2 separate regions of the Mus musculus genome follow, and region 2 is linked to region 1. A link is a contact called in public HiChIP or PLAC-seq data. All regions are on one chromosome and are shown on one strand. The core of a region is the stretch at or near the end of the contact, and the rest is flanking DNA. Distances in the headings are between cores, read along the strand shown. Region 1 holds the start of Rbm7 (RNA binding motif protein 7). Region 2 holds the start of Nnmt (nicotinamide N-methyltransferase).

Region 1 (6,672 bases), core at 2,582-5,081:
CTGGACAAATAACCATTTATTTCATTGTCTTCCTGTTGATTAGACTACTCGAAGGTAAGAAAAATAAGGGTTCTCCTTTAGTTTCTGTAGGAGGAGTGTCTCAGAGCAGATTATGTGTCCAGATGCTAAGAAGAGCAAAAAGTACAGTTTACTTTATGCCAGGGTATTAAAACGATCCACTCTAGCCTATGATCAAAGCTAAAAGTGTAGCTAGCACACCTCCTCAACCCTCCCAAGAAACTCCAGGGAAAGTCTTTGTGCCACTTAGGATACCTTTGACTATGTTATGTGAAAATGGCTGAAGACACCTTTGTTTAAACACCACTAATTAATTTTAGCTGGCAAAACAAGGACACTGTTTTTCTACTACTGCTTTCGAGAATTCCTCCTTCCAAGAGCTCCTTCACTGCAGCCACCCAGTTCTCTCCAGCCTTGGCAGTGCCTTCACCCAAACCAGCCTTGGTCCAACAGCCCTGCAAGGCTGCTGCCTATAGTTCTTACTGAACTTTCACTATTGTCCCTTCTAATGCACTCTTACTCTTCCCTACTGTAACCCAGTACTCTAACCCTGGAACTTCCCACCATTACCTTACTTAATGCTTCCCTCCTCTTTAGGACGAGCCTTGATTGTAGCCCTAGCAGCTTACTCAGCCTCTGTGCACTTCCTCCAACTTCCCACTGCTCTCACTGTACTGGCTTCTTTCTGTTCGTCATCCATCTTGCATCGACTCAGGCTGTTAAAATCCTCTCAAAGCACTTTCTACTCCCCCCCCCTTGAGAGCTAATTATAGTAATCCATCTAGATTTGAAGCTCCACCAGGCAGTGTATCATATTGTGGCTCGATCATACCACCTAGGTTTGTCTCCACGCACTACTTACAAGCAGTTCAAATTTGGGCAAGTTAACCTCCATTCCCTACTTTCTGCACCAAAAAGTAGAGTTAAGTAAATCCAACTTCATACAGTTGCTTCGACAAATAATTGAGATCATACATGGAAAGGCTCTGATGGGGTAATCAATACATGACAGCTATGTGTTCAATTTTCCTTTTCCTTTTTTCTTTTCTTTTTTTTTTTTTTGTTTTTTTTTGTTTTTTTGAGACAGGCTTTCTCTGTATAGCCCTGACTGTCCTGGAACTCACTTTGTAGACCAGGCTGAACTCAGAAATCCGCTTGCCTCTGTCTCCTGAGTGCTGGGATTAAGGCGTGGGCCACCACGCCCGCCTTGTTCAATTTTTCTTAAGTGAAATCGATTTTTGAATGGGCATATTATGGCTCTACAGAATTTACAAACAAAACCAAAAATCTATATGTATATATCAGCACGAAAGCAAACAAACTGAGTTAGGTAAATACTGTACTATCTCTAACCTTCAATAGCTACAGGGATTTCAGAGCTCATTTTATTCATCTTTCTTTCCTTGCAAAGGACAGGACCAGAGAAATTAAGCTAAAGACTCAGTTGGCAGAGAGAGATCTACACTCCAGTTCTATTAAGTCAGCCCACTAAGCACTTGGTGATCTTAAAAGGCAGGAAAGAACTACTAGCAGTGATAAGGTTACTACAGAGGTAATTGGAAACTTTAACACTTTGGGGAGTAAGATACAGTATAGTACTGTTGTAATAAATAACATTTCTTGTTTCAAGTCCATTCATGGGCATGTGGGTAGGACATGAGTATGCATGTTACCAATGTATATATAAAAGTTCTACTTAATTTAGTGCAAAAGAACCACATAATCTATCTGCCTCCAGTTTCCTTAGAAAACAAGCATTCCATGAATCTAGCACAGGCAGCAACCCAACAGCAGAACCATCATGAAGGAAGCTGTTCACTGGTGCACTCTAAGGTCTTGACCTCAGAAATTTTCTGATCAATGACTTTAATAGTGAATGAGAAACAGTACCTGTTAGGAGATGTGGAGGTTGGGCTTAAATTTCCAACATGATGCTGGGGATATGACACACTGGCATCCTGAGAGGCGTGACTGCTTCCTAAAATGAAGCAATTTCAAAAATTCTAGTTGAAAACCAAAAAGCCCAACAATAATTTGAAATGTTCCTTCCTATCTAAATTACTCCAAAAGAGATAAACAGCTTAAAAGCAACACCAACTCCCCGCAAACTAAACTCAAATTGCTATGAACTGCCTCACAGTTTCTTAAGTACATAACAGCAGAAATGCAAAAGAAAGCATTTCAAACATGATACTACTTTAAGAAGAAACAGCCAACCTGGCCACAGGAAATAGCAAAATTTAAAGTATTTCCATCATAATTAATTCCCTACTCCCTAATTTTTAAAATATTAGTCTGGTATAGAGTTGACACCTACAAACCCAGCACTTGGGAGGTATACCCAGAGGACCAAGAGTTCAAAGCTACACATGCCTTACACAGTGAGTCTGAAACTAGCCTAGAAATACCCCAAACCCTGATTCAAAAACCAAACGGAATAGTAAAGTGAAAGCAAAAGAAGCCAAAAACCCTCTCCCTATTACCACAATACCGAGCCATTACCTGATCTAAACTGAATTTTGATAGGCCTCCCGAAAAGTTTGATTCCGTTGAGCAGATTCATGGCATAGGGAACAGACACTTCATGTTTGAAGTTCACGAATGCAAACTGCTTCAGTTTGCCATCTTTATCTTTCGGGATTTTCACTTTTATTACCGGCCCAGCCTGCGAAGAAAAATATTCAGAACTTAAAACGAGGCAATTTCAGGAAGACATTTAAATTTCAGAAATAAATGGAAATGCAAGCCTGTCATGGTGGCACATGCCTGTATGGTCAGATGTCAGGAGATGCAGGCAGGAGGACCAGCTCTAAGTCAGCCTCGGAGTTCCAGGGCTACCAAGAAATACTATATGGCTCTCTGCCTCAAATACTATAAAGAAGAGAACACAAGTTTTAAACAAAAGGTACATAATCAAGACCTCATCAAAAACAAAATGTCCAGGCAGGGGCTGGACATCTACTTTCCTTTTAGGAAGAATAATTCTAGTTCCGACTGAAACCGAGATTTGGGGCAAGTTTTTTCGGACATTATTTGTAATATTGACAAAGAATGGGAAGTACAGTATAAAATCTCCATCTCACATGACTGTGTGATGTCCTAACAATGTAACCAACAGCTATCATTTTCCCACTGCATGGAAACGAACATTTACAAGGCAAAGTGGATTATTTTGATTACAAAAACCAAAAACAAAACAAACAAACAAAAAAAAAAAACCTTCCGCACCTATTACTCAAATATAACCAACTATTGAGTCTTAAAGCAAGAAGGTACAGGACTGGTAGATTTAAGCATGCCAGTCCTGCTTTCCTGCGTTATGTTTATGGAGTTTTTAAAACACTTTAACGTCTGCAATTTCACACGGAAGTTAAGCGGATAGACTCGGAAACACATCCTGCACGATGCGGCAAAGGCCAATGAACTCAAATGGGAAGGCACGGTACACAGGAAAGAGGAAAGCAAGTACTGAGGTTCCACCTCGGATCCCTGGACTTTTCCAAGGTGGAGACGCAGATGTCCCCATCATCCGACGTCACTTTCGGCCCGAACGCCGCGGAATTCCGGCTCGGCGCGCTCCGCTCCTTGGCCCGGCCTGTGAATGCCACAGCCGCCCTAGGACCGTGCCCGCCCCTTACCTGGTGGAACAGCTCGAAGAGGAGCTCCTCTGTCACCTTCGTCTCCAGGTTACCCACGAACAGAGTGCGGTCGGCCTCTGCGGCCGCCGCCCCCATCTCCGCGCTGTTCCAGTCCCAGGCCTAGGCTGCCTGCTCAGGGCCGACCGACCCTACTGCGCACCCTCAGAAACACTCACGTCCTCCCGTTCAGACGTCACGACGTAAAGGCCCGCCGTGCGCGAGCGCAGACGAGCTACGCACGCGCGCGGGACAAGCGCCCGTTTCCGGCGGCTGCTCCTTCCGCCGTTGCGTGAAAAATGGCTACTGGGGTTGGTAACGGTTGCGTCTGACGCGGGCTGGAGTGACCTGCGGCGCCGCCGAGGGCCCAGTTTGATCGACATACGTCTAGCAAACACTGCAGGCGGTGTTTGAAGATGGCCCAGAACTCGGTGTCGCTGTCCGCCGGCGATCAAGCCAACAGGATGGCCCACCGATCCTCCCAAGGAGATCTCAACCCGTCGGCCATGGCTTGGGCAATGGTCTCCGGAGATAGCTTCCTGGTTACTAGGCTGGATCCGAATCAGCCGGGACCTCGGCCACCAGCGCGACCCAGCGTTCGGGCCGACAGACGTCGAGTCCCTGTCGGTGGCCGCAGCCGGAGCCGAAGCCGCCAAGGCAGATTCTCGCCTTACCCGATCCCAGGCGTCAAGCTCGACCTCTTAAGAAGTGTGCTGCAGCAGCGTCTGGTTGCACTGGGAACTGCTCTCGCAACCCGAATCTCAGCGTAGAACGAATGCCTCCCCTCACTTAGCTTACAAACAAGGCCTCTCCAAAAATCATGTCTTGGTGTGACGGCAGTTTTATTCTTACGCATTTTCACCGATGTGGGCGGTTAATATAGGCTACCAAAGAAAAGTTTAGCCGGGCATAGTGACACACATTTTTAATCTCAAGACTCGGAAAGCAGGCTCTGAGTTACAGGCTAGCCGTTTGTTACATAGTCGAGGGGCTTAATATCCATCCATGTGGGGCCAAGAAGAGGCCAGGAGGGCTTTTCTTAAGTAGTCACAAAGCTAGGTGACTAGTTGTGAATGATGTAGAGTCTTATAGTGCAGACTTGCCGTGTATTAAGGATGGTCTTGAACTCCCCCTTGCCTGGGCCTCCCAGGTGCTGGTGTTTACAGGCGCGAGCCATACACCAGGCTTGAGTAAGCTGCTCAGTATGGAATCCAGCTGTGTCTGAGTTCTACAATCCTCCCTGATTCTCTGGGGCTTCTAATTTAAGCCTCTCTACCCGTGACTACCCTTGAATTCATGTTGAGGAAAAATGTCCTTTATCACATTGCCATTCCCCACCACCTAACTACACCCCCCTTCTGTTTTGTTTTGTTTTGTTTTAGAAATATCTATAGACTCCCAATCTTTGGGGGTGGAGTGTCTCATTTTGTACCTCTGACTATCTTGAAGTTGACAGACATGACTGCCTCTGCCTCCCAAGTGCTGGGATTAAAGGCATGCTCCACCAGGTCTGGTCAGACTCCAATTTTTTTTTTTTTTTAAAGATTTATTTATTATATGTGAGTACACAGTAGCTGACTTCAGACACACCAGAAGAGGGCACCAGATCCTATTACAGATGGTTGTGAGCCACCATGTGGTTGCTGGGAATTGAACTTAGGACCTTCAGAAGAGCAGTCAGTGCTCTTACTCACTGAGCCATCTCACCAGCCCCCAGACTCCAATCTTAAACATACTAAAAACAAGTACTTTTCCAAGTTAAGCCAAATGTACAGCATACTTTTCCAAAGACTTCAAATGAACATTTGCATGGGCCATATTATTTAATCAACTCCCAACTTTATTAGTGTGAATCTACTGTCACAAAATATGCTGGTGGGACCTAAGTCAATCACTGTCACTTGACATTTGTTTTCTGCTCACTGTGATCACTTGGTATCTTTTGTTTTTATCAATCTTAGAATGATTTTATACTGAAATGCCCTTGCTGTGTTGCCCAGGTTGCTCTAGAACTGGAAATCCTGCGTAAGGGTCCCCAGTGATAGGTGTGTACCCAACAGCAGGTGAACTTCATACATCAAGAGCCAGAAGTGCATTCTGGATGGAGAAGCTAATAGGTAACAGCCACACTAGACCTTATTAGGGAGAGTAATGCCACTCTTTATTAAGCGGTAAAGATGGCTTCCCATGTTAACTGTGTTCTGGTTCTCTTAAGTGGCTGATCATTCCTATGCTATTTTCCCTTAACCATGTATTCCCCTAAGTGGTATTGGGAGGAAGTTTGTGGATTTTTGTTTTGTTTTCAGACCCTTGTCTCCTTGGACTTACTTAAAATGAGATAAAGCAGACTGCCACATGCTGCACTGGGATTTTTAGAACCACATCTGCAGAGGAAAATGTAGTGGACATATAGAAGACTGGAAATTGTGACAAAGGGAAGATACTGGCAATATTAGCTACTTTTAATTGAGTGTGGCATTGTGCTAGAGGGTGTTGCTCAGTAGGGTGAGCTGATTGAATTCTGTGCTTGCTGTTGCCTGGATCAGGCACTTAGAATTAAGTAGTGTACAAGGTAGATAGGTGGCTTTGCTCACATGGCGCTTTACACTGTGTTACTTGATTACCACACCAGCCTGTAAGAAGGATACTGTACTTTAATTTCTTTGCTGGGTAGTCTGAAAGTGAGGGGGATTCTCCAAGGTCTTTTAGCTGAGGCTCTTTGAAACTTGCAACACAGACACCCACTTACAGTAGCTACTACCCCAGATAACTAAAAGGAAGTTAGCAGAGCTTTAATCAAAACAAATGATTGAGGAAAGAAGTCCACATGTACACTATGGGTAGGGATAGTGAGGTGAAGCTGGAGGAAGAGTGCAGTCCTGTCAGGAAAGGCCACCTCAAGGCACTAAGCTGCCAGGGAACTGAGGAGAGGCTGAGTCCTTTTGACGTTATCAAATGCTAAAAGTGTTAAATAGGGCTCAAGGGCTTCTTGTCTTGCCATTTGATGTCCAATTCTGTA
Region 2 (6,672 bases), core at 2,148-4,647, 110 kb after region 1:
ACAGTTGTTCAACCTAAGTTGGTTGGATGGATGAGTATGAGTAGGTAGGTGGGTGGGTGGATAAATAGATGAACAGGTGGGTGGGTGGATGGATATATGTGTGGGTGGAGAGGTGAATAAATTGATTGATGGATGAATCGATGGGTGAGTGGGAAGATGAATGAGTGGATGGACAGACAGATAAATGGATGGATGGATGAATGGACAGATGAATAAATGGATGGATGAAATGATGGATAGATGGACAGATAAATGGGTGGATGGATACATGGATGGATGGATACATGGACGGATACATGGACGGATGGATGGATGGATACATGGATGGATGGATGGATGGATAGGTGGGTGGATGGGTGAATGGATTGACAAAAAGATGAGTGGGTAAGTAGATGGATAAATGGATGGATGGATGGATGGATGGATGGATGGATGGATGGATGGATGGATATGTGGGTGGGTGAATGGATTGACAAAAAGATGAGTGGGTAAGTAGATGGATGGATGGATGGATGGATGGATGGATGGATGGATGGATGGACAGATGAATGGATGGATAGATGCTAGTTCCTTTAAACATTAACCAAGAAGCACTAGCTTTTCAGAACCTTCATCTGAGTATCTGTGCCCCAATAGAGAATTATTTGATTCAGAAATCAAGAAGTCAATCCTATTGCAATAGCTATTAAAAATAAATAAAATGTAATATTTAATATTATTTTATTAATGTATTTATTAATAAATATAATATATAAATTCAAAATGAATTTTGCTAAAACAAGCCAATGATCTTTACACTGAAAACATCAATGGAGAAGAATAGTGCAGACACCATCAAAATGGAAAGATCTGTTCGCTGATCTGAAGAATCAAGATCATGAATATGTCCATACTACCCAAAGCAATTAGTGTAGCCAATGCCATTCCTCTTAAAATACTAATGACAGGACTAGAAAACAATTCTAGAATTTTTAGGCAACCGTACACACAAAGCCCAAATAGCACCAAGAAAATATCAGAAATCACACACTACTTAGCTTCAACAACAGCAGCAGCAGCAGCAACAACAACAACAAAAAAACTATATCATCAAACCAGCAAAGTCTTTCCACAAAACATCACCAGCCAGAGAACACAGAATAATGGAACAGAATAGACAGTATAGGACTAAGCCATGAATCTGCAGCCAGCTGGTTTTCAATAAAGATGCTAAGAGGACACACTGGAGAAAGGACAACCTCTGTGACAAGCACTTTACCCACTGACCGTCTCCCAGATCCTAAAGATTCTAACTTTATAGATGGTAAGTAATGAATTCTTTCCCCATAATTGCTTCAGGTTATTTCTGTTGGCTAAAAAAATACATCTGCCAGTGTTTTGCTGTTTCCGGTGGTGTGGGCATTAGGCATTAGCCACCACCTTTGTGTTGGATGACTGGTAACCAAATAGTACTCTGGTGGTACATCTGACAACCCAGCTATTCTCCTGAGCCCTCATCTTCTATCCCGAGTTCCCTTTGGTCTTTGAGTTTCTTTTGCATTTTTCATCTGGATCTTAGTGGTAGTTTGGGCTGATAGAAACATGCAGGTCCCTTCAGAAAGTTGAAGAGCAGATACTCATTCCTCTACCTGTTGCCTTCAAGATCACACACATAGGTGACCACTGGGGACCAGTCAAAGGCTCCTGGTTCCTTCTTCAGCCATTTCTGCAGCTCCCAGAGGTTCTGGTCTGTGTAGTCAGAGACAATGATCTCCGTGAAGGACTCACAGGCAGAGAGAAGCTGATAGATGGTGGGGCCAGAGCCAATGTCAATCAGGAGTTCTCCTTTTACAGCACCTAGGACAGAAGAGGGGCAGGGAATCAGGCATCAAAAGGGAACAGGCAGAGCTGAAGTTATAGTGTCTTTACTGGGATTGTGCCATTTTTGTTGTGGTGGTGGTGGTGTTGTCGTTGTTGTTGTGTAACAACTGATTTTAAGGCCTGGAGTGATGGTCCAGAGATGAGGGCCAGCATTCAGGTCCCAGAACCTGTGTAACAAGTCAGGCATCTCACAAATACCTATGCTCCCATCTCTGAGAGGAGCAGAGAGGAGAGGCTCTCTGAGGCTTTCTGGCTTCCAGTCTAGTCAACACACAAGCCCCAGGTTTAGGAGGGGACGCTGCCCCACAAGAATAGGTGGAGAGAGTGATGGAAGCATACATCTGGTGCCCTCTTCTGGCCCCATGCATGTACCTGCATAGACCATGTACACATATGCTTAGATGTATATATATTAAAATTTAAAACACTGAGATTAATTAATAATCAAATCACCCAGTTCTTAATATTGGGGGGTCCTTTACTTCATGAGTAAACAAACATTCCTTTCAAATAAGAGTAGAATTAAACTTTCCTTTCTTACTTCTTTCCTTCCTTCCTTCCTTCCTTCCTTCCTTCCTTCCTTCCTTCCTTCCTTCCTTCCTCCCTCCCTCCCTCCCTCCCTCCCTCCCTCCCTCTCTCTCTCTCTCTCTCTCTCTCTCTCTCTCTCTCTCTTTCTTTCTTTCTTTTTTTGGACAAGATCTCATTCTTTAGACCAGGCTAGCCTGAAAAATCACTCTGTAGTCCAGGCTGTCCTCATGGAGATGATGAGCCAAATTCCATCATGTCTCAGCTCCGTGTACCAGCCCAATGCTCTCCTGGCCCCTCCTCCAGAAGCAGGGAGTCACCCTGTGAAGTTAGCTTTTGGAGTCTTAGAGCTGCCAATCTTCCTTTCTTGAGTCCTGTGACCCCCCCCCACACACACACCCAACTCTCTTAGAATCTCTAAACTGTGAGATGAGGTGAAATGGCTCCTTCAAGTCACCTAGAAAAGTCACTGTAGCTACAAGGACAGCACTCAGGCCCACTGGCCTCCATTTTCACAACCATACAAAAGACAATGGACATAAAATAACTTTGTAAACTGTAAAATAGCTAAGCCAACATTAACTTTTATTTTCATTGAACAAATAAGTGATTCCAAGAGACTGTCTAATAGTGGACACAAGTCCAGTCGTCCCCCAAGACACAATGTTACTCATATTTAGACAGACAAACTTACCCAGGCAGAATATCTTAAAAAGATTTTTCAGCAGATGTCTGAGGATCTCGTTTTCTGCACAGTGTCTGGACCCAAAGCTGTAATATTTTTCCAAGTAATCCCGAGGATTAAAATGACTTAGATAAGTGTCCTTGGAGGTGAAGCCAGATTCCATCGTGTCTCAGCTCCGTGCACCAGCCTGATGCTCTCCTGTCCCCTCCTCCAGAAGCAGGGAGTCACCCTGTGAAGTTGGCTTTTGGAGTCTTAGAGCTGCCAATCTTCCTCCAGCTCGGCCCATCCCTTAGAGACAGATGTTTGCTAAATACTGACAGTGAAATAGACTGCAGACGTTCAGGCTATTCCAGGAAGTGATGAAATTCCTGGAGAAGGGAGCTTAGGAGAAGAGGGGAGTGGCAGGGGGAGGACCATGAACTCCATGCAGCCCTCTGACCAGTGGTGCAGGTCAGAGGCAAACCTGCAGAAGCCCTGAGTCCAGAGAGACGGGTCATCTCCAAACAATCCAGTAGTCTGCTTGTTCTTGCAAGGATTCTCCCTGGAGGGTCAGGGAAGAGTCCCACCGAATGGTTTCAGTTTGAACAAACAAAAAAAAAGAAAAGGGAATGTGGGGTAAGGAAACGAGCTCATGGCTAAGGAATGTTGGCTAGAGAAAAATAATCTCGGATGGAGTCTGGAAAGATTAATTTTTAAAACATGGACATTGTCTTCCTAGATACAGTATGGTGGCTACCCTCTTGAGCACACTGCAGTCATGGTTACTTGCACAAGGCCAAGCTCACATGCCAACATGCCAGCACCACTAGGACTCAATGAGTTCTAAAGCTGTGAGGGGTCGTGAATGTAGAAGGAGGGAGGATGTGTGATAGTGTAAGAGATAGCCGGGGATGGGTATACTCGTGATGCACAGTGAGAATGTACGAAACTGCCAAAGTATAATCAAAAGGTTCTATAAAAAAAAAAGTCTGAACATCAGATTAATCAATCAAAAACATGGTTAAGGGCTGAAAACATAACTCAGTTGGTAGAATGCTTGCCCGCCATGCGTTTGGCCCGAGGCTTGCTCACCAGCACTGCACAAATCTGCCATGGTGCTGCCTGCATGTAGTTCCAGCACTTAGCACTAGGAGTCAGAACTTCAGGCTCAGCCTTGGCTCCATACATAGCAAGTTCAAGGCCCACCCAATGCAGCTGTGCCTTGCTCCCACCTCTGCCCCTGCTCTGCACTCCCCCAAGTTTCCTGCCACTGCCACTGCCACTGAATTCAAACCCTGACAGTTCTTTCAAAGTAAGCTCCAAGAAACCTCAATTTCCTTACAGAGTTCCTCCCGTTTCCATTCCTGGGCTCACAACTGCCAATTAGAATTCACCCTGCCCAGCCAAACCCTTCATTCTTGTGCCAGCATATATTTGTTCCTGGATTTGCCTGTCAGTTATTTTTCTCACAGCTATTATGGAGGTGATGCGCTGACCAGTAGACGAGGGGCTGTGCCTTGAGTCTGTTTTCCCTGCTCTACGCCCTGAGTTGCTTCACAGAGTTGTTGCTCAAAATAGTGTTTGATTAACCAGCCGGAGATGTTGCACCAAATGCGAAAGCAGTAAGTTCCTGGCATCCCACGGGTCATGATTAAGCAAGAGCTCTTTGGTTACAAGGCATAAAAACTCACCCAGAGAATCTCCACTAAGGTTGGGAATGGAAGGTGCCCACAGTTACATAGTTAGACCCCGTCTCAAAAAAATAATTTTTTGGTTGATATTATAATTAAAACAAATTACAGGAAATCTAATGGGTTGATAAAACAAAAGTGAATAAGGACAACAACAAAAGCCAGGTAGCTTAGTTATTTTCCCTTGTTTCTATGACCTTTTGCCTGTCTTTGTGGGGCTAGATGCCTCTATTCTCTGCACATCAGCTTCTCTTCCTCATCTACTGAATGCATCTGCATTCTGCCCTTTGCAAAGGGTCAAGGGCCATGTTCCCTACATCCATCGTCAGGAATGAGAGTAGGATTCTAGCATCTCATTTACTCACGAAGGAAGGAATGCCTCCTGATTTGTCTGATGCACAGATATTTAAATGATAATAAGATTCTACATCTAGTTTTAGGCCAATGCATTATAAAAAATTAGGTTTATAAGTTCCTTAGTAAAGGTATAACACCTACAAATTTCAAATAATGCTATACGTAATAAATAAATTAACCTGAAGATTACATTCAGTCCTGGAGAGGTGACTCAGGTCAGCTTGCCTACAAATCCAACAATCTGAGAACAACCCCCAAAGCCCAGGATGGACAGAGAGAACCAATTCCCTCAATACATCCTCTGACCTCTTTGGAATGAACACACGCACACGCATGCACACAAGAAAAGGAAGGAAGAAAAGATTAAACTATATTCACACACAATTCTTCAGCAACTACGCTTATAAGCTTAGGAAAAATCCAAATACCGTGGTGATTTGCAAAAAGGAAATATTACAAACTAAAAATTACTCTGGGAAAAATTCTAAATTAAGCCAGGTAGTGGTGGCGCATGCCTTTAATCCCAGCACTTGGGAGGCAGAGGCAGGCGGATTTCTGAGTTAGAGGCCAGCCTGGTCTACAAAATGAGTTCCAGGACAGCCAGGGATACACAGAGAAACCCTGTCTCGAAAAGAAAAAAGAAAACCACTAAAATTTCTGTGGTGCTTAATACGTCCCAAGAACTGCCTGCAGCATCTACACATGTTACTCACCCTGACAGCAGTTGTGTGAGTTAGGACTGTCACCTCCATGTCAGCATGTGAGGAGACTGAGGCACAGGCATGCTTCAGCGACTCGGCCACCGCCCTGTTTTAGATCTGTCCGAATTCAAAAGCCTGTTTCCATGACAACTACACGACAAGCAAAGCAGTTTATGCCTGTGACTCACAACAGTCTAACAATTAAAATTCAATGAGTACTAGCCACCACATTTGCACATTACAGGGGAAATGACTGGATTTATTCAATAGATGCAAAAGAAAGCTAAAATCCAGTGTCTATCCACAATAATAACTTTTCTCACATTAAGGATACAGTGCGGCTTCCTTGAACCACTGATAAATATTATGCACAGACATTTTGCTGAATGATCATGCATTTGAAAGCTTTTTCTTTGACATAAGATCAGATACATGTGTTAACAATTATAAGGGTTGTTTGTTTTTGAGATAGGGTCTCACTATGCAGACCTGGCTGGCCTAGACCTTGCTATGTAGACTAGGCTAGCCCTGAACTCATATATATTATATGAGTTATATTGGGATTAAAGGCATGCACAACTACATCCTACAATAGTTATCAATAATAAAAAAAAATCTACCAGAAGTACTAGAACTATAGGAGATGAGAAAAATAAAGGAAAAAAATAGGATTAGAAAGAGAAGGAGAGGATCTATTATGAACATGGTCCTCTATTTAGGAAATGAAAAGTAGGTACAAATTTGCCAGAATGAACACAAGAAGCCAAACTTCCAGGCACAAAATCAACTGACAAAATTAAATTCCTTTTCAGTTAGCAACAGTTATAAAATTAAGCTCAAAATCAGCTTTTCCCACGGTAACATTAAAAAATAT

What was found. HiChIP or PLAC-seq counts read pairs in DNA pulled down with a chosen protein or histone mark.
Region 2: an H3K27ac HiChIP or PLAC-seq map of embryonic stem cells shows a contact between it and region 1, with 8 read pairs. The contact joins the promoter of Nnmt here to the promoter of Rbm7 in region 1. A contact is called at or near these places in 7 of 39 promoter capture datasets (3T3-L1-derived adipocytes, cancer-associated fibroblasts, liver and 3 more), 6 of 484 Hi-C or Micro-C datasets (cardiomyocytes, embryonic fibroblasts, embryonic stem cells and 2 more), 10 of 115 datasets of contacts at active chromatin or transcription factors (bone marrow-derived macrophages, embryonic stem cells and stem cell-derived neural progenitor cells) and 4 of 9 other capture datasets (adipose tissue, liver, macrophages and 1 more).

What each region holds. Positions count from the first base shown.
Region 1 is chr9:48,491,499-48,498,170 of GRCm38.p6, forward strand. Rbm7 (RNA binding motif protein 7) reads right to left here and starts at 3,832. Exons shown (of 5, transcript NM_144948.5): 1 at 3,657-3,832; 2 at 2,521-2,683; 3 at 1,909-1,996. The coding sequence starts at 3,752. It overlaps Gm5617 (predicted gene 5617), which reads left to right and starts at 3,845. Exons shown (of 1, transcript NM_001004191.3): 1 at 3,845-4,477. The coding sequence starts at 4,070. The coding sequence ends at 4,423.
Region 2 is chr9:48,601,726-48,608,397 of GRCm38.p6, forward strand. It overlaps Nnmt (nicotinamide N-methyltransferase), which reads right to left and starts at 3,398. Exons shown (of 3, transcript NM_010924.3): 1 at 3,080-3,398; 2 at 1,629-1,836. The coding sequence starts at 3,233.